Linked DNA regions of Anas platyrhynchos: region 1 is linked to region 2. Evidence: chromatin contacts called from public Hi-C data. All regions are on one chromosome and are shown on one strand. The core of a region is the stretch at or near the end of the contact, and the rest is flanking DNA. Distances in the headings are between cores, read along the strand shown. Region 1 has its middle 58 kb from the start of USP12. Region 2 has its middle 25 kb from the start of GTF3A.

The links. Hi-C and Micro-C count contacts between places; a contact is called where the count stands out from the background.
Region 1: a Hi-C map of skeletal muscle shows a contact between it and region 2, with 6 times the contacts expected there. The contact joins two enhancer-like sites. A contact is called at or near these places in 3 of 8 Hi-C or Micro-C datasets (liver, skeletal muscle and subcutaneous adipose tissue).

Annotation. Positions count from the first base shown.
Region 1 is chr1:185,919,291-185,923,631 of IASCAAS_PekinDuck_T2T, reverse strand. No RefSeq gene overlaps it. Among named protein-coding and RNA genes, the nearest start is that of USP12, 58 kb to the right of the region's middle. Within about 2 kb of position 1,606, at least 3 of the 8 cell types and tissues checked have an H3K27ac peak or open chromatin away from gene starts, as enhancers often do.
Region 2 is chr1:185,808,570-185,812,527 of IASCAAS_PekinDuck_T2T, reverse strand. No RefSeq gene overlaps it. Among named protein-coding and RNA genes, the nearest start is that of GTF3A, 25 kb to the right of the region's middle. Within about 2 kb of position 2,132, at least 2 of the 8 cell types and tissues checked have an H3K27ac peak or open chromatin away from gene starts, as enhancers often do.

The DNA.
Region 1 (4,341 bases), core at 357-2,856, 110 kb before region 2:
ATAAACAGAAATGAATAAGCACTTCGATGGTTCAATATCTCACTCCACAAGTGACAATAAAAAGCTCATAACTTTTCGAATGGCACATTTATACATGCTGCAAGAAGAGGAAGAGGGACTCGCCCCTAGGAAGCAGAGTAGCAGTGTGCTGATCCCAAGGAAGTGGCACACACTACCTGCATGCAGGTTACACACCTGCAGCTTAAATAGAGAGCCCACAAATACAGTTCTCCACCAAATGGTTAAGTGAGCCTCAACAGCAGCCAATGATTTTTTCTGCAGACCTCACTAGGCTGCAAAAAAAAAAAAAAAAAGGGCTCCCTTGTTCTTACCATTTTGCTGGTGGAAATAACGAGGGTGACTCATGTGCATGGCAGGACAAGATTAGAATCCAGAACCTGTGAACCCTGGTGCACTCCCTCCCTGTGTCCCGAGTTTGTCTCTCCTTCCGACTGACCTGACTTACCATGAGACCTACAATGGAAGATTCATAAAATCTCAAGGAAAATGCATGCATGTTTCTAATTGAAACAAGAAAGAGTCATTTGCAACAGGCTATGGTCAGCCCTGATGCAAGCAAGAGAGCAGGAGATCTGCAACAGCTTTGACAGCTGTGTTTAATTTCCCTGTGTGCAGATGTGCTGCATATAGATAGCAAGACTTGAAGGAGAGGAGATGAGAATCTCACCATGTTCCAAAAAGTGCTGCCTGGGATTGTGCAGGAAGTGTCCTGGGTTACATTTTATTTTGGGGATCTACAACAGAAGAGTTATTTGGCTGCATTATTACTTATCATACTCAGAGTCACCTGTATGGAAGGACACATTATGCACATTCTGTAAGCAAATAAATTGATTTTCAAAGCAACCTTTTCAGGCTTGATGTACGGGACAAAGTGGTATCTATTTGAATGGCAAATGGGAACTAGGTTTTTCACATCCAGATCTTCTATTGCCAAGTAGTGGCGTTACTATGTCCCCAAAGCCACATCGAGTTTCTCTCCATACTGCGCAGAGCTGGTGAATTGTGCTGGTTTGAGTACATTTTAAACAACACGATGACACAGGATGTGGGGATTAGTGATGAAATTCAACAGGATAATTCTCTAGACTGTATGTAACTGGGGGTCTCAAGACCTTATGGATCTGCAGCACGTACTGAGGCGGCACAAGACGTGGCCGCCTCACTGCCACCCTGACGTGCCAGAGCTCACCTCCGGCATGGAGGGCACAGGCCAGCACGGCAGCCTCTGGCTGTCTGCCCCAGGCTCGGATTTGTCACCCAGCCATGGTGGCGGGCACTGGCGAGCACACGCAGAGTCCAGAGTCAGAAGACGCCTGGCAGCCACGTGCGCCCGGGGAGCGACGGCGCCCTTTGTACCAGGGCGCGACCGCTGCCAAGGGGCATCAGTGCCAGCGAGGCGGGGTACGGGGTGCACAGAGGAGCTCGGGGCGAGCCAGCCCATGAGGCTGGCACCATCCCGAAGGCTGGCACCATCCTGGAGGCTGGCACCGGCTTTGTGCACGCCTCACCCATGCCATGGGCCAAGGCCTGAGCCATCAAGGCCTCCTGGAGGAAGGCAGCAGCCCGCATGGAGGAGCCGTGGCCGCCCAGCAGATGGAGCCGTCGGGCCATGCCTTGTGCCCTCATGGAGGGCGAGGTCCCTTGTGCCTCTGCTGGTCGGGCTCGCAGTTCCTCTGCCAGGCTGGGCTTTCTCTCGTGGAGCTCCTCAGCTGCTCTGAGCTTCCCTGGTAGAGGCACAGGGATTGCTCGTGGAGTGAGGTCAACGAGCATACAAGCAGCAGCTTTAATTAAATCTCCTTCGTAAGCTTTATCCCTGCTCTGTAGTTAAAGCAGGGCCTCAGCTGTACTTATGCTCCTTTGCTGAGGCGTGCCCTGTGTGGGACACTCGATCTCTGGTGTTCCTAGTGCCCCTGTTCAGGAGGAGACAGACATTTAGATGTAGAGCTTAGTGAGATGGTTTAGTGGAGGACTTGTCAGTGCTAGGACAGAGGTTGGACTAGGTGATCTTGGAGGTCTCTTCCAACCTAGATGATTCTGTGATTCTGTAAATGTCACCCCACCTGCCTCTCAGAGCCATGGTCACCCACCCCTTCTCCTCCAGCCCCATCAGAAAAAGCAGGAATTTCACCTGTGACTTCCAGCTGCTTCCAAAACACCGCTTGTCTCTGACATCTCTGTGTGAGCCTCCCTACAGCAGCAGAGCCCTGGTTTCTGGGTGCTGAAACAGATGGCATGGGTGGCTGTGGCCTTCCCCTGCCAAGGATGCTGAGACCACCAGAGCTGCTGTTAAAAGGAAGAAATTTGAGGGTGGTGAGGCCCTGGAACAAGTTTCCCAGAGAAGCTGTGGATGCCCCATCCCTGGAGGTGCTCAAGGCCAGGCTGGATGGGGCTTTGGGCAACCTGGTGTGGTGGGAGGTGTCCCTGCCCATGGCAGGGGTTGGAACTGGGTGGGCTTTAAGGTCTCTCCCAACCCAAACCCGTCTGTGATTCTGTGAGGCTATGAAAGGCCTTGGACACAACCGCACAATGTCATCTCTGTGGGCAGACAAAGGACACATGCACATGTGCACACAGGCATGCACACTGACTGATTTGAAGGAGGTGAAGGACAAGGGAGAAAGAGGATGCCAGCTTCTTCAGACAGAAGAGGGAAGAGAAGGAGAAAAAGAAAAATGTCACCACACAGGGAAGGTAGAAAATGTTTCCCAAGAGCAAGGGTGGGTGGCTAAGACCAGGTGGGCACAAGAAAGCTGTAGGGAGGGCAAGAGATGGCATTTGTGAGGTGAGGCTTCCTAGGGTTTGGAGGGGAGACAAGTGGCTGTGGTAGTAGATGTGCCTCCCCAGAGCTACATTTTGGCCTGCAATGTTTCTTTGGTAATACCAAGTGTACTTTGTCTTGAAGTACCAGGAGGCTAGTATATGAGGCCAGAAATATTGTTCTGTTACCCTTAGCATAGGTCCCCACACTCCCTTCTAGACCACTTGAGCACAAAATGAGACCAGCTCAAGAAATGCATCTGCAAGCACGTGAGAGACCCATTTTTATTCTCAGGAACTGGGATTCTTTTCTTGAGAATTATAAAAACTTATTAAAAAGAAGGCCTGTGGATGTCCTAATCTGTCTTTCTGACAGGGCTAGATTATTCTTGGAGCACATTCCTATAGCTTTATTTAGTTACAGTTTAAATGGTCAATAAAACAAATTTACTCTCTAATCCATCTTCCAGAAAGCTCCGCTGATATGCAGCTTAAGTTTGAAAATTTTCAGCTCTCACAAGTATTTCTTGTTCTTTTTGAGATAATTTGGGTTTAAGGTTAAGCAAAACAAGAACAAAATTAGTAGACTCATAACTGGGCTCTCGGTCAGTCTGGACTTTAAATATTGGCAATGCACTGCTGTTGTTTAAGTGCAATCTGCTGCAATAACTCTAACTAACGTACAGTAATATCTCTAAAAATATTCAGTGTTACAAGTACAAGCAGTAGGAAAACAAAGACGAAATCAATCATGCTCGGACTGTCAAGCTATTGCTTCTCTGGGGAATCACCTCTTAGTATAGAGGTTGCCCTCTGTTTATTACATGAGGTATCCTTGACAGTGGAAAGCTCAAGAGTAAATGGGCATAAACTTGAATAATTTCAGGCTTGCAATCAGAATTTGAAGAGTGCTCTGAAAAGTAGGAGTGCAGGACAGAGTCTGCCTGTACGAGTAGGAAGAACAAAACTCAAGTTGTTTTATGATGCAGCAGGAATGATTTACAGAAAGGATTAAGAGATGGTCAGCCGTGACAGCAGGGGACTTGTTACAGGCCTCCGCTTCTGGAGTCTTTCAGATTTACTGATTAAAGAATTGGTTTACTCAAATAAGGAATAAAATGAAAAAGGATTGTTCCTACTCTCTTAGGAATGGAATGGAGATTGTGTGGGTGCTGGTATTTCCCAGATGCTATTAGTGTTCTCAGCAGTGTCTTCACTGTCATTTCACAGGATTTTTATGAACCCTTCTCCCTTTCCCCCCTCCTCTCTTCCCGTTCTCTCTCCAGAGCACGTGCCAGCTGTAATTCCTCTTCTCTGAACCCCAGGGGCCTCGCAGAAGCTTTCAGCAGGGATGTGGCAGCTGACGACTGCATGGATGTGTGGCCAACAAGCTGCAGACACCACAGGGGATGTCCATGTGCCAGTGCTTGTGCTGCCCAACTGCTAACCCGATGCCATCTCCACCAGCTGATGACAGAGCTGTTGTTGGTTGCAGAGGAATGTAAAGTCTTGCCAGTGCTGGGTTCTGTTCCAGGTTTCAAGAAAGGAGTGTGCTGTGCT
Region 2 (3,958 bases), core at 883-3,382:
GCTACCTCAGCAGCACAGCATCAATCAGCAGGGCACCCAAATGAAAATCACAGGGCAGGAACTGCTGAGCACACCCATGTCATTTCCAGCACTACACATGACCCTATGGGATGCTATTGGTCTACAGAGTCTGTTTTATTTAAAGTCTGACACAACTGTGGGCTTTAAAAGACTTGGTCTCTTTGGATAAATGCAAACATTGCTGTTGAAATGATGATTGAGTCACCTGAAAGAAGCTGGAGAAGATATGGTGGGCTTACACTGAATTAATAACCCATGAAGAAAGCTCATATGTAGGTCAACTTTTGCATGAGTGGAAACCAATGGCAAAGGCCTGGCAAACTGTTCATTTACTGGGGAGAGCTTAAAACCAAGACCAAGTTGGCTGGCCAACAACAAGTCAGTTCTTCAAGTATTAGATCAATTCTCAAGAAACTTAAGCTTCTAATCCATGTAGTGCAGGTTCCTTCATGACCTTTAGGGACTGACCTTGCACTGGGTTTGTATCAACTAACTTTAGCTGTTCAGTTATCACTGGAACAGTCTGTGAGTCCATCTTATATGGAGTGATCAATTACAGGGTGTTACCTGCCTCAAAGACCTGGCTCTATTACCAGCCCCTGGTGACAGCAGCCCTACAACCCCATCCCAAGCTTCCCAACAAAAGTGCAGCTGAATTTTAATATTTAAGTATGAGCAGGACTTTATTCTCCCATCTCAAAGATGGGAAATATCTCAACAACAATTTAGTGCGAAGTGAGCTCAACACCTGCTGAGCAGAAAGACTGTGCTCCACCTTGCCAGGAGGGTCCCAACATTTTTCTTTGCGAAAAAAATGCCTTCCTTTGCCTGTGATGAAAATGCAGAAGGCAGAACAACTGATTTCTGAAAAGGAACTTTGGATTGTGCTTTGATTTTATAATGACAAAGGAACAAAAATAGTCATGGCCAAACATTAATCCAAAAGAAATGAAGCATGAGGGATTAAGACATAGAGATCATTACATTTTCCACGTCACTTGATTTTAAACAGTTGTTAGGAACTAGAGGAAACAACAGGAGTGCTCGTCTTTTTATAAAAGCCAGATATTTGAGGGAATGCCAACTGCTACACAGCATCCTGGTCTGGATCCTAAAAGAAGTTACTAAGTACAGTGCAGAAACATGGACTAAAAACATACGAACAGTTAGAAGAGTTTTTAATTAGAATCCCTTGCTACAATCAGAGAAAAGAGGTCTGGTCGGGTGCCAGCCAGCCTTGAAGAAGACCTCGGAAAGCACAGAGGACCAACCGTGTTTAAATAACCTCACTCTTCTCGCACTCAGCTCCATCTCCCCGTCCCGTCCTGCCCTCGTTTCTCCTGCCTGCTGGCTCCACCTTGCGGTATCTGAGCTAGTGGTTATCCCAAAGCAGGCAGGACCAAAGGCAAATGCTCTGTTCCCATATGATGTTACCGCCTCGCTCAGCAGAGTACAATGATTTTCTTTCTTTGCAGAAGAAAAAAATGCTCAAAAGGACTGGACAAGGCAAAAGCAGAGCAAAATATTCTGTCGTTCAGCTCATGATCATTAGGAACTATCAATCAAAATAACATTTCGTAGTCTCTTCCCTACCCAAGCCAGTCACACCACATTTTTATCCAAATTCCTGGTAATATCAAGGCTGGGCAGATTTCCAAGATTTTCACATAACTTTTACAGAATACCACAGACATTTATACAGCTGTAAATTCCAAAGGACTTTAAAAGCAATAATTGTAAAGCACCATTAAATTGTCTCTGGGCAGGAAGATGTCAGCTGGGCGTAGGTGAGCAGAACATCTAATGGGAGAAGTGAGAGTCTTGCCAAAGGACATATAAGCTAAACCTTATTGTAAAAAAATAGCACAGGATCTTAAAGTGCAAGACTTTTCCTTATAGGATCTTATTCAGAAGAGTGCCACAAAATAATCTGCATTTAAATTCGTCAAGTCTAGTGTCTGAGATCAGACATTAAAGCCACTAAACACTCCTCTTCCGCATGGTTGACAGTCTGAAAAAATCATTTTCTGCACGGTTGCCATTCCTGTATATCCTGAAGGAGTTTATTTTACATTTCACAAGATGAGGCATAACATTACTCATCTGTATCACATGTAACATACACTGTGCTTGCTTATGGTGCTCTGATTTATAGCTCTGACTGCTAACTCTGGGGGAGTAGTGATTAATAGATGAACTAACGCTCTGCTTTGGAGCATAGGGAAGCTTTCCTGGAGGTCAGATGGAAGCACTCTGTAGATATTAGGTTAGAAAAGAATACAACAGGACTTATAAAGGCAAATCAGCTGGGTTTAGCAGCAGCAATAGAGACCCCTAAATCTGCAGAAGATATAATGAAGGAGGGCTGAGATGAAGGTACTAAGAAGGAGTAAGGGAAACTAGAGAAACTATGGGCCCATTGGGTTGCACCTGCGAGCACACAAGACCTCAGATGAAATTATTAAGGGCTAAATAGTGAAAGCCAAGGAAGTGGCCGTAAAATGGATATATATATATAAAAGAACATGGATCTACAAAAAACACGGTCATGCCAGATTGACTTGCCATCTTTTTATAGGGGAAAAGCAATATCTAATCTCTGTGGACATCTGAAAAGCATCTCGTGGGACGGTCTATGAGAAATTTTCAGGAAAGTCATTGAAATTGGGCTCCAACGTGGTGTGTGTGTAAGGTGAGTTTAGGGACAGCAGCAGGTTACCTACACTGTTCCACGAGGACTGATTTCAGACAGAATTTCCTTTGTGTTCAAGGTATAAAACAGGTCCTACCTGCTTGGGATGGTACCTGCAGATGCACAGTCAGCACACAGGAGGATCATCGTTCCCTTGGGAAGAGGCAATAAGAAATTTAGAGAAATTAAGAGTGCCCATCTTTAAGGAATGGACAACACTGACAAGACATGGTATCGCAGAGTCCATCTACACCCACATTCAGGGCTGATCTTGAATCACGTTCAGGGCTGCCTTTGCCCAGCCTGAGCCAGCTCTCCCACCAACAGCTCGCTTTTTAGTCCCCATCACAGCTGGGCACATGAATCTTGCTGGTATCCCAGTAGGACTCCTCCTGCCCCAGCCTTGTGCTGTAGGAACCGAGTGTACCTGTGGGGAGATAACGCAGGAAGAGAGGATGAGCTGGATCAGTGTTTATGGCACTGCAAATATTGCAGTGGCTGTGAGTGGTATTATTCTGTGTGAATGCCAAGGCGCTGCTTGCACAGCCTCTACAGCAGCCTCACCTTGCCTAAACACTCACAAACTGTAGGGCAGGTGCCAAAATAATAAAAGGCTTTAAAATCACAACATTTTAAAGAATGAATGTTGTTTGCTTTCTATTCAACTTGGAATATGAGCCCTTAAGTACTGTATTTATTTACTTTTGTTTGTTTGCAGCTGCATGGGTTAAGAGCTTGTAACCAAGCAGAGCAGGCTTCACAGCCTCCTGCAAGAGACTTTGCTGCAGCACTGCTCCAGCTGCAGGCGTCTGGCAGCTTGGTGCAGCATCCGTGCCCTCAGCAGGCTGCATCCAGCCAGGGCAATTCGGTGAGGATGGCTCCGTTAACTCCAGGACGATGTTACTGCATGGCAGCAGGAGCCACCAGCCTGGACCTACTTGCTTTCTGAAAGGACATGGGTATCTCTATTTTGCTTATTGCTTCTTAGATTAATTATTTTACTGTTTTTGTTTGTTTGTTTGTTTTTGCCTTTTTTTTTGAAGTTAAGCACTTATTTTTTGTTAATTTTACTTTCTACCCTTCAAAAGGTAAAATAAATAAACAAATAAGCAAACGAACTTGAGAGAAACGACCATTATTTTGTCATTTTTAAAGAAATCCGAAGACCAATGGCAGAAAACCCATTCAGTAGCTCCGGACTGGTTCCGAATTTTCAATCAAAGCAGCAGCTCCGAGCTCTGATTG